2 separate regions of the Anser cygnoides genome follow, and region 1 is linked to region 2. The links are chromatin contacts, called in public Hi-C maps. All regions are on one chromosome and are shown on one strand. The core of a region is the stretch at or near the end of the contact, and the rest is flanking DNA. Distances in the headings are between cores, read along the strand shown.

Region 1 (6,361 bases), core at 3,562-6,061, 230 kb before region 2:
TGCTTGCCCAAAGTGAATGGTGGGGAGCCCCAAGGGGCAAAATGAGGGAGGAGCTGCCATGATCATCGTTCTCCGCCTAAAAAGGCTACCGTGTGTGGTGAGTTGGGATTTGTGGATCAGGGCTGCCCATTTCCACTGTAAATGGAGGCTGTACAGATGCATGGCTCCTCTCTTCTCTTGAGACTCACCTCTGCTGGACTCTCCTTGGCTGAGAGCTCACTGGTGTGAGCACAATCCTCCTCCCAGATCCAAAACAGTTCTGGAGTATTTATACTTGTGTGTGATGGGAGTTTAGCCTAACCCTTTGCACGTCCAAAATCAGAGGGGCAAGCTGGTCATCCTTGGAGGTTGTGGCTGCCCCTTCTAGCTCACTTGGTGGGTTGTACACACTTGCTGCCCTTTGGTCTCATGTGCAATCGCCAATACAGTGTAGCAGTATTGGCAGTAGAGGTGAGCCACCCTTAACTAGTGCAGGTCCCAACTAGGGGCTCTTCAGAGTTGTAGGTTTGTCCTTTTTTTGAATTTTCCTTGAACTTATTTGGTGAATATTTCCATAAGCTTTGGACACAAATTTTGTTGTATTGTAAGCACTATACATAGAGAGGGTGTTTTCCCAAAGTAAGTGTTTAGAGAGCACGGGGAGTTTTGATTTCCTCACTCTTCCCCTTTGTCTTCTGGTTCCCTTCCTCTCTCTCCCATCTGTTCACAATCGGGCAAGGTGCTCTGCTGCTGTCTTTCATTGCTGGGCTCTTGTGCTGCTAGCCGCCCTCCAGGACCTGTTCACAAACAACAGTAAAGCTGTCCAGGACAGCTTTGTGAATCCTATTCCTCCTAAGTAGTTTATGACTTCCCTTAAGCCTGTGGAAATGCTGGTCTGCAGAGAAAGCATAGTGGCATGCTGGGATGTCCATTCACTGAGGGATCCCTGTCATGGTTATTGATGATTCTTTATTTGAAAAAAGAAATAAATAAAATAAAATAAAATAAAATAAAATAAAATAAAATAAAATAAAATAAAATAAAATAAAATAAATCCACCATAAGGGCAGAAAAAAGATCTACTGGAACAGGGCAGTCCTGCTTGTGCCGCTGACTCAAGAACATTTGGTATGTATAAACTCAAATTGGTACATAATAAAATCTTCATAACTGAACACTGTGTGAACAAATATGCTTGGTATCCCTAAAGGCCAGTCTTTGAGTTCCTATCCTTCAGTCTTTTTGTTTGACTGTGTCTTCTATCAGCAATTAAAAAGATTTTATGCTATTTTGAAAATACCATGTCTTAAAAACAGGCAGGCTTTTTTTTTTTTTTTTTTTTTTTTTCAGGACATAACGTGATTCCCTGTTAGACTAAGCACTCACTGAAGTGAGCAGAGGGTTCAGAAGGTTATAGATACTCTACAAATGCTAAGGGAAAAACAGTGCAATGTCTTTTATTTCTCATCCACCCTTCTGTAAGTCCGACTACCCTAATACTATTTGAAAATCCCAGCCTGAAGGATTCACAGCCCTGAAGCTCAACACAGTCGAGGTGTTATCCTGTTACTGTTATTTCTGTGGTTACCTCCCTTTGTGTAACACAAATTTGTTATATTTTGCATTAAGTTACAGCAAGTTCTGTGGGCCGAGGTTGTGTCCTACTATGCAAAACTCAGAAGAATTTTTTGGCTTTAACAAATGCACTGCTGGCACTCATAGCACTGCTGTGAGTATTCTGGAAAGAGACCAGTCATCAGAAAGGATGCCCTTCCCAGAACTGACATGTGGTTTGCACCTTTCTCCTGAGCACTTGCTTGACTCGGCATTATAAATGATGTAATTCCCTGCCGAGGCCACTAAGGCTGCTTTTTGTCCTCCTCTCTAGCTGTATGCAGTGCTTGGATGGAGAGCAAATTCATGGTGAGATGTGGTGATACATCACCATACACGAACACAGAAAGTACAGCCTGCCTGCCCAGTGCATGGTGTGGATGCAGCCACGTGCATAAATGATTCAGACCCTTCTTTTCCCAATAATATTTTTTTTTCCAAATAATTAAAATGTTTCCCAATAATGGAAAATTCTGCCTTAATCCCAAGACTTCTTGTCATTTGCCTATGGCTACTCTGATGACAATCTGGGCAGAGGAACCCTATGTTATGTGTTGTGGTGAGGGTTCAGCTGCTGCCTGCCTCTGTAGGCTGGCAAGCAGCAAGTCTGAAAGGAAAAAAAATTAGTCAAACTTGACAATCAGCACCTGATTTCAGCCCGTATGCCAAGCTAAATCAAGGCTATTTCAAACAGAGGGACAGAGTATGCATAGTTTCATGTCCCCTTCCCTTCTCTTCCAGACAACGTCCTCAACAGCACTTAGAGATTCAGAAATCATAAGCCGAAATCAGAGGAGTGATATAAAAATTTGCTGAAAATTAAACAAAAGATCTAGGTTTTCCTTGCCATCTAGCATGCAAGCAGCTTTACAGTTATTCTTTTACTGTTCTCCACAATCTCAGTGGGTAGGATTATTATTATTTTTTTATTTCTTTGTTATAAAGCTGAGATTCTCATGTGGTCAAATCAAGAGATTGCAAGAACCAGAGCTTTAAGAAAAGCACCAAATGTTAGTGAAGCTTGTGATAAAATTACAAGAACTGGAAGTCTTACAGAATCCCAGCTCAGAAGAGTGTTTAACTTAAAAACTGAATAAATGACAAAGGCCTATAACAGCTAATGCATATGAAAAAGTTCAATAAGATTGTGAGCCATTTCTGTTCTTTTGTTAGCAACAGAGCCACATAGCAATTTCCGGGACTGTAAAAACATCCTAATAAATTTTCAGTGTTTCCTTGTGTAGAATGAATCACAGAAATGCTGCTAGCCTTGAGTAGGTTTAGCATTCAGATCAACTGTTCGAGAGAAAAGTCAGCTGAATCAGTGCGTAACTAGAGACGGGCTGTAAATCACGGTCACGGACCGTACAGGATGGAGGGCTGTTTAACAATGTCACCCACAGTAACTTCCCTTCAGGATGGAAGCAAGGCCTTCATCCACGATGGGAAATGAATGTCTCAACCAAAGGAAAGACTGCACGCTCTCGCTACGCCGGCTGGACATGGTCAGTGTTTGACTGAGAGAAGCTTAGGAAACAAGAAATAACGCTAGGGATCCAGCAGGCTCATTGACTTTAGCAGCAAAATTGCAGTACGCCATTGCCACATTCAGGAAGCACAAGGTCTGTCTGTCCTGCAGCCAGCAGTAGTGGGGATCTTTCCCTTCTCAGTAAGACTGACAGTTCACCTGAACTGCCCATCTTCAAGTTCCTGTCTGGAAGCAGTTGATCTTGCTCGGGTTGGCACTGAAAATGCATCCTTGCAACGTCTTCAACAGCTGTGGTATACGCCAGGGCTCTGGCAACAGGAACAAACCTGAGCAGTAATTCAGCTCACTGTAATCAGCAAGAATATACTGCTATAACTGGGATGCCCAGGAGCTCTAATTTGGCTTTGCAGTATTTGCAACCAATCTTGGAGGCTCCTTGGGAGAGTTGTCCTTTTCATATAGATGGTAAGAAGAAGATAAATGCCTTTTGGCAAGAACATCACGTCTTCTCGGTACTTCCTTTTAAATACACTAATGACACAGGGTGGGCCTTGGGAGAAGTTGTAGGTTGAGCCTTTTGCTGTTTCAGCTAAAAAGGGACAATTGTGGGACACAAAGTTCCTGCAGGCAATGGGAATGGGTGGAGGAAGAAGTCCTTCGCTGGGTAAGAGGCAGTCCTTTCTTCCGAGGCCAAAGCGGGAGCGCGCACCGCGAGGCAGGAAGCAACGCCAGTGGTCATTTGCTTTTCCGAGAGACCTGCCAGGCCCAGGTCAAGGCAGGCAGAACCAAAGGAGGAAAAGCTGGTGGGTTGCTGTGGGGGGATCCGGGAGGAAGGCCAAGAAGGAGGGGACCACAGGTAGGGATGCCAGATGGAGCAGGGGAGGGCGGGTGCGCGGCGAGGAGCGGAGGCTTGCCCTGAGGCCTTCTGGCGAGAGGGAGCGGAGGACAAGATGGAGGGGGCAGTCTGCGAGAGACACCGAGATGAAACCAGCGACAATTGCGCTGAGCCGGAAGGACTTTCCAGTAACCAGGAAAAAAAAAGCATTCCAGGTATTTCATGGGCTGAATGCGTGTGTGTCTGTGAATCCTGACCTCTTTACTCACCCACCTCCTGCACACTCCCCACTAGGTGCCAGTATTGGAGCACATACCTGCACAAGCGCACCAAGAAGGCAGAAAACAGGCTGTGTAGTTAAGACTTTGCAAATATATTTATCTCTATACACACACACGCTGCGTTCTGGGTTTGCATTACTCTCTGAATATATAAACTGCACAGAATCGCCAGTAGCATCTATAGCCATGTCCAGGGGCAGTATTGCATCTGGTCATACATGGGACCCCAGGCTGCCATGGCCTTCGTGTGGTGCCTACTGCACCTGGGCACTGCAAGCCCCATCAGCTGGAAAGCAACTGCACTGCATTGCATTGCTACTTATTGCCAGAAAATATTTCTTTGTCATAGTGTGGCTTTTTCCAGAAAACAACAGCCAGGCTTGGGTTGTTGATCTTGGGTTTGGGATTTTTATTATATTTTTTAAATTCATGTGGCAACAGGTATAGGTAAATAATTTTGCAAATTGCTTCCACACTTTAAAGTGTGTGCATTTGCAGTGCAAAGCGGGTATCACTCTGGATGGAGGGTGACTGCTAGGTACCTGACAGAGCCTCCAAACTGAGCCATGGGGGCAAAAGAAATCCATGTTTCAGATACTTTTCAAGTCCCTCCAAGAGCAAACTGTCATTACACTCACCCCCTGCATGTCCTCTGCACTGCAGACTTAGGCAGAAAATTAAGGGAACGAACAGTGACTGAAGTCATAAAGAGGACAATACTGTGTCACAGACCACCATGGGAACAAGCAGTTTCACGAAGCTCTGGTGCTTGTCAAGTCTTAAATCTTTTCAAAAAGAGGTTAAGTCTCTTGCCTTGGTTTCTCTGCTACCTGTGCCAAAATAAATAGAATGTGCTCAACTGAAGAAAACAAATACTTGAAAATAACAAAAAATCAATAGTACCCTTGTTATTCAGTAGCAGGTATACAGATCTAATCTGACAGACTGTATTGAAAGTGTAAACTGAATGCTCGCAAACATGTATTAGCAATGTCAAGATGAAATGTTAGCTTGAATCTTATCAATTCAGTTTATAGAACAGGGAGGCACTACCAAAGTACAGTTTACCTGCAAAACCTCCTGTTTTAGAAAGAGTTGTTCTCAATACAGCGAGCGAGTTTTTAAAAACGTTTGGATTTCAGGTACCCTTCTTCATTACCAAGAAGCTTTTAGTATTGCCTCAACCTGTCAACCTCCCGAGTCGGGAAGAAATATGAATGGCAAACCAATTTGCATGGAGACACTTAAAGGAGTCTTTCATTCTTGGCCTGGTGTCGTTATTCCCATGGGCAGAAGACAAAGAAATATACAGCTAAGGAACAATTTCACATGAAAAATACATCCCTTTGTCCAAAAGCCCTGAGATGTGTCATGCTGTTATGGAGCACATACAGGAACTGGCTGTGCCCTTTTGTACACAGCTGGCCTTTAGGCTCCGTGCAGTCTGCAGCCACGGGCCCCACTCGTCTGAGGGAACTATGAATTTAACGAGATGCTCAGCTTTCATATTCCAAATGTGGTTATATTCAGCCCTTTTCCTCAGCAAATGGAAATATCTAAAGGAAGGTTTTATTTTTCCTTTTCCTTTTTTTTTTCTTTTTCCCTAGAGTTTTAAAAACAAGAGTAAAATGTAGTCTTCCATGGTTGCAACATGGGTGAGGAAAATGTAATCTCAGAGGGATAGAGAAAAGTCTTGCCCTGGTAAATCCGATATGCCCTCAGCCCAGGAGGCCTCCAGCAGTGGTCACTATAATCTGCTTTGTAGGGAAAGTACAGGATGAACACATTTTTACTGCTCCTCTGTTTAAACTGGGGAAATGGCATCCAGGACTGCAAATATTAAAGGAGGAATCTGTCCTATTATTTTTGGAGCAACATCCTCTCTGAAATGTGTAAGTCATCAGAACAGAATGAATCCAGTGACTCAAGTGCAACATAGATGAGTATTTTCAGCAAGGAAAAGAAAATGACTCACCAGGAGTTTTGGGTTAGGGGGAGTCATGACAAGGGACTGGGCCTTGTTTTTGAGAGGAGAACTGAGAGTAGGATGTCTCCTGTGTTCTCTTCTTGTAGCTGGTTATGGCTGAGACTGGGTTGTCACCTGGAAAAGGTTGCTCAGTATGATGTGCCAATGGAGAGAAAGCCAAGGGGAGTTGAATGTGT
Region 2 (6,367 bases), core at 834-3,333:
AATATATAAAATCTTAAAAATGAATAAAGCTTTCTTAGAGATATCCAGATCAGAAGATGATGGTGTAATCTGAAGATGCTTCCCACACACAAGCAGGCAGGTAGATGGCATTGCTGCGCACAGTGTCTAGTGAAACCTGTATTTTTGTTATTTGTTTGCACAATACATTAGTAAAGTGGTCTCTTAATTCTCTTCTGGAGCCCACAGAGGCTTTGTAGTGATAATAAAGAGCAAAATGTAAAAAGCACAGTATTGTGTTCATAAAGCACCAAGGAGTAAGCCCTAAGGATCTCCACTCTGCTATATTCCATAGATTCTATTCACAAACAATAGCAATTCTGCTTCAAAAAGTTCTGTACTGCTGGATGACCAGCGAGTGTTTCATGATCAAGGTTAAATGGACACCAGTGCAGCAGCTAAAATAGCTTCATCCCAGGCAAATATTCCAGAGACTACCGTGACTCCTGTTTAAAGACAAACAGATAGAGTGAATTGATAAGGCAGGGGTCAACAATTGGTTCCAATATAAAACATTTCACAGAAAGCAGACCAGATCATGCTACAGTAACTTTTATTACAGAGATCAGCCTGGTTATGCATAATTACTATACACAGAAGTGCCTCATGCTTAGACCAGACATCATAGAGCTAAAATGGAAGCGTATAACAAATTAGTGTTAATAAGCAAACAATCATTAGAAGTGTTAACAAGTGATGGTGGAGAGGCTCTGTTTTTAATTTTAATACTGATCTCTAGTAAGTGTTATTATCCTCATAGAATAACATTTTATTATGAAAGCACATGCACAGCATTAAAGCCTTAGATAGCCCAGTGCCTGCCAGCAGCAATTGTAAACAAAAGTGAAAGAATCATTTGTGAAATGCCGACAGCTATCAGTATTCACAAAGTTTGTAGGATACAGAGAGGGCCAATATGCTGCAGCATAAACAACAAGAAATTGCCGTGGCCTGGGGCTCTAAGGAATCAACTAAGGATATTCAGTTTCTCCCCATTTTTCAAAAAAGCTTAAACACGCGGGCTTAATCTCAACTGATTTCTGACTGAGCTAGGGTCCTGAGTCTGTTAGATATTTTCAACTTTTTTTTTAGCCAATAGATTCCTTAGACATTCCCCTCTTATATAATACAGCAAACAGCTGCAACTAATCATTTTTCATTATGGTTTTGTGTATCTGCTTTGTTTTACAACAAATTTTACTCAAACAACAAAAATGCAACAGAACAACTTCTGCTTACTGTAAAAATGAGATTATCTGAAGATCGGCAGAAATGGAAATGTTACCAGATACAATTAGGCCAGTGTACTTATTCTAAACTATAGCTGGGAAAAGGATATGGATCAAGGGGAAAAAAAATAAAAATAAAAAATGAAGCTTAGAACACAATAAAATAAAATATTTTTGTCCATTTTCTGTTACTGTTCATCATATCCAGATAACATGAAAATTATCGACACATTTTACATGAGTACCTATTTATTTCTAGCAATCATTCCTCAGGCTTTGACTTGCAACTGAACCAAGTCACCAAGTAGGTTTACATTTCTGTGTCGCAAGTACACCGTTTCCACCCATCAGGAAAAGAGATGAGCGGGTCTGCATGCAGCAAGCGGCAAGGAACGTCCAAGCATCACTAGGGACAAGCAGCCCCCCCTGTGCTGTAGCCACCGCACCACACAGCAGATAAAGTGCACACAAATCGCTTTACTGCCACGGGCAAGCTAAACCTAGGAAAAGTTTACTGAATTATTAAATAAGCAATTCTGATAACACGAGATATTAAATGCAGATAACGTTGGGTCAACCAAACTAGTTTCTTTTTTTTTTTTTTAATTCTTCCCTGCAGAAATAATGGTGCTAAAGCAAGCACACCTCCCCTTCATACACGTACACCTCTCCTCAGAAGATAGCTAAAATCGGTGAAGAAAGGGAAAAAAAAGAACATAATACAGTGAAGTCCTACCGAGGAATAGCGTTTTAATGAACACACAAAGCAACTAGGTGACATCTTTATCAGCCCTCATAAACCTTGATTGAATACACAGCGATAAGCCCTGTTTAAACTGTCATCCTCGCGATAACACGCACAGAGACAGCGCGGGCCTTGGCAACGGCCTGCGGGGAAGAGGCCTCTCCGAAAGTGCAGGCACCGCGAGGTAGTAATGTACATCACGTAAACAGCCCAGAGCCAGCAAGGCTGGTGTATTTCGGGCTGGCCGAGCACATACACGTGCGTCTTCTGGTGGCAGCGGCCTGTGAGGGCCTAGCTCCACAGCCAGCCTGCCTGTGGGGACGGCGAGTTGGCGGGGGAAGACGGGCGCCCTCAGCCAGAGCGACCTTTGGCACTGAGGTCTGCAAACACCAACAATTTCATACAGGAGGTTTTGAAGGATTTGAGGAGAGCCTGCTCTGGTTTTCTTTCCTCTCTCTTTTTTTTAAAACCAGCGTTATCCACGTCGTGCATAACAGTCAGCACTTGGAAACAACTCAGGGACAGAATGGGTATGGAAGTCAGCAGTAATGTGACTTTTTATATCAGAGGATCTGGTCCTGAACAGCCGGGATATTTATTTCAAAAAACATATAAATAAATAAATATAATTAAGCATTTCAATATAATTAAGCATCTCCAGGAAATGTTTGTAATCTCCAGGAAAGTGAGGATTTGATTCATCCATGTTTCTGTATTTACTTCTAGCTCAACAACGAAACTGAAATTTACACTTGAACTTTTATTCCCTTTCCTCACCTCGTTCTTCCCTCTCCGTAACGCATGCAGTGACACCCTCTGGCAGCTCACCCAGCACCGCAGCACCACCAGCACCGCGAGGCCGAAACCCAAGGACGTCCAGAGCTGGCACTTCGTCACCCCTCCTTGATATTGCAGCTCAATGCCTTTATTCAACGTGGATTTCTTCCACCAGCTGCTTTAAAACATAACGACTGTTACTTGTTAACTATAATAAAATACATATTTGTATGTGATTACTAGTTAATTAATAAGTTAATAATTCCCGCTGCTTGGGAGGTGGAAGACAATAGTCCATTTTTTGCCTGTTTGGTCTTTGGCAGGCCTGTGAGCTAGCACTGGAGCTAGATTTTAGTTTTCCACCACAAAAAGGTCTGACACCACTGCACAGCCGGTATACCACCATGCAAGGGGCTGGCAGGGGAGGCGTGTTAGCTGCTCAGGAGCTCATTTATTCACTTCTAGGCTTTTTTGCATACACTAGCTGATCTCTTCTAGTACCATCAAGTATAACTTTTTCCTCATTTTACACATAGGAATGAGAGGAAACACAAACTATGTGGTTTGAGTGAAGACTCCCAGAAAACTCAAAAATCAAATCTAACAAATCCCAGTCTCATGGCTGCAATTAGAAGACACATCTCTTCAACTTCGTTAATGCAGTTTCTCTATAATACATGTAGGCTCCCAATCTTTAAACAAAGTGATCCAAGTTGAGGCTGGAACCCACACAAACACTACCAGTTACACAAAGTATTCACCAAAAGAAAAGGCCAGGTTTTAATTTAACTACAACCCGATGGTTTGGAAAGGATCAAGGGAAACTTCAGAAATTCCTGGAATGAAAAATTAGAAAAAAAAGAGAACCACGTTTTGCCTACTCTGTGGCATGAGCCAAGAGCAAATGGCTCCTGGCTGTGAACATGCAAGGTATGTTTGCTGACTCACACAGATTAAGAGCGTTTTAGTCTTCTTTATGTTATTGCCCACATCCACAGCCACTAACATTCTCTAGAGAGGAGGGACAGTAACACAGCTATTATACTAATGGAAAATGCATTTATACAGGACTTCCCGCAGACCTGAAAAAATGAGAAATGTTATCCAATGCATTCCCAGCCAAACTTCCTCCTGAAGTGAAAAATCCTTCCCTCTGATAAGAAAGTTGTGTCAGACCACATTTCTGTCCCTGACAAAAGAATCACTCTCCCTTGGCTTGCTCTAGTCTTGGCAGCGGTGCTCAGCAGAACCACGCTGCTATTCCCAGATATTCACCACACTTAACAGAGCCACTGGCTTATCTTTGACCCGAACAATAAAATAAAAACGAACTACACACAAACACGAGCTAGCAGTTACTGTGGGTAACACCACCAACCTCAGCTCTGAGGCGGCCAGCTCTCCTTCGGGTTAGAAATACCATCAGTCACCTCACAGTTCATTAACCCTCCCCTCCCCTTTCTTTTTTTTTTTTTAACCTGTCCAGACTCACAGATATCTGCAGTGTTCTCCAGTGCTGCATGTACACACTTTACAGCAAAATAAGCTAGGCTTGTTAGCTTCCCCTTCTTCCCTCAGATGTTCTTTCTGTACCAGGAGGAAATAAAATAATAATAATAAAAAAGAAAGAATGTGGAGAGATACTTTCACTCAAGCATTGAAAGTCTGTACCTTTCAGGTGACTTTGCTTCTAATCCATTGGCAACTCATCCAAGGATATAGACAGCTTCTTAGCAACCTTCTTCTAAAGCATTTAGGGGTAAATCTACCATGCACAATGCAGTGGTGTGCCTCCAGCTTCCTAGGCAAGGTGACAGAAACAGCTGCGGTACTACTGACCTCGTCTCAGATAGCTACCCTTCGGCAAAATCCAATGTATTAATTCATGAAGAATATTATGTTATCATGGCCATACCACACTTCTGCTCTCACTGCTAGCTATCACTGAGAGGACACCACGCCATGAAGATGTCTTAAGCAATCCCAACCATTCAAGCAAAGGTGTAATGCTGCAGTTTTACAGAGAATTGCCCAAGTTAGCATTCAGCCATGACAGGGAAGAGCACAACCTAGGATGTATCAAGTCCTTACCTGCCTTCTCTAGAAAAAAATGGCAGCTGCAGGCCACCACTATTAATAACCGTAAAAGCATTCAAGCTGTTTAGCTTAATGGTTTAACACCTGTATCTGTTAAAATGGCCAGGGCTTATTTTGTGGGAAATGATGGGATAAATCCAAGAATTCCAGGCACAACTATGATACCTACATTGATTTTCTCTCAAAATTACATATCGTCTGTAAAAGTAAGGCAGCCCTATTTGATAATTGAAGATGAACAGAAAGAAAAAGGCCATACCAAATCCAAAACACTAGAGACCAAATCAAAAACATTAAAGTCCTTTCCTTGTCCTGGAAAGTTACAGGAGATACCACTAGCTGTCCTATAGAGCCATGTGTGCATCCTCACACCCTGTGGAAGGACATCGCAGGGATAGGTAGGCTGGTAGTGGGGCAGTGGCCTGCCAAATCTTGGTGTCACAGTTTGACTCAGCACAGCAGATGAAGTCTAAAATTAAATGTCTGGTGTCCCAGTCCTGCTCCTGAAGATATGTTTTTCTTATCTAACTCATTTACATGCTACTTACTGATGAAGCAATGTCAACTCAGGACCTGTAGACTCCTAGAGGGCTTGGCCCACTCAACTCTACTTGGTTGTAACACTTTGCCCCTGCCTGCTGCAGCAAGCACTCAGCAGTTGACCTGCAGTAGCTTTTTCCATCACTGCCTATTTGCAGGCACCCACTGTTCACAGCAAAACCAACCCAAGATCATTTACCCCGTTACATCCTGGTGTGTGTGTCATGGGGAATAATTGTATGAGGCAGCACAGTAAATCTGTAAGGACTGGCTTGCAACTCCCACACCTTCCTTCTCCACATGTTCTAGTTCTAGTGTAAGTCTAGGACATATCATGACAGGTAGAACTGGTGTGGAAGGACCTACGAGGAATAGTGGGGCATACAAGACAAAGGAGATGACAGGGTTACAGCAGGACTCAGTGTATCTGTGATACAAGCTCACAGGAGTCCAAACGGAACAAATTAAAACTCTTCAAGAGTTTCACAATCAAATTTGCCATTTGAGTTTCTCATCTCACAAATTCCTTAGACTAAGGCCTATGGCTGCAATATAGTTTTAGATTCCCCACTGCCTTTGTCCTAACACACTTTTCTGTGCCATCAGGAATGCATAAAGGGCTTTCAGACTTTGTGTCCTCCGTATGTAGTGGGAGAACACAGTTTCAGAGAACAAGTTACATGAGGGTTCATTCAGCCTTATACAGAATAAGAATCACCTGACCAAAAACCAAGAACAATATGAATTAAGTGATCTAAGTGCCCTGTGCTATAGATCAGAGAAATGCAATTAAACCTTGGGCTTGATGTTTTGAATTGTAAGGCTATACTAGAAACAGCTTAACTAAGCCCTTTGTGTTCAGAAAATCAGCCTTGCCTACATAGATCTGAAGTAGTCTTTATTTACAGGTCTCACCACGAAAGAGGAAGAAGAGAGGAAGAATGACAGCATTGTGTTTCAA

The links. A called contact is a pair of places that touch in the nucleus more often than the background predicts.
Region 1: a contact with region 2 is called in a Hi-C map of liver, with 4 times the contacts expected there. The contact joins two enhancer-like sites. A contact is called at or near these places in 5 of 7 Hi-C or Micro-C datasets (fetal liver, granulosa cells and liver).

What each region holds. Positions count from the first base shown.
Region 1 is chr2:113,843,636-113,849,996 of Taihu_goose_T2T_genome, reverse strand. No RefSeq gene overlaps it. Among named protein-coding and RNA genes, the nearest start is that of RBBP8, 41 kb to the left of the region's middle. Within about 2 kb of position 4,811, at least 1 of the 3 cell types and tissues checked has open chromatin away from gene starts, as enhancers often do. A contact at or near this core is called in liver, where this site is marked.
Region 2 is chr2:113,605,922-113,612,288 of Taihu_goose_T2T_genome, reverse strand. No RefSeq gene overlaps it. Among named protein-coding and RNA genes, the nearest start is that of GATA6, 81 kb to the left of the region's middle. Within about 2 kb of position 2,083, at least 2 of the 3 cell types and tissues checked have open chromatin away from gene starts, as enhancers often do. A contact at or near this core is called in liver, where this site is marked.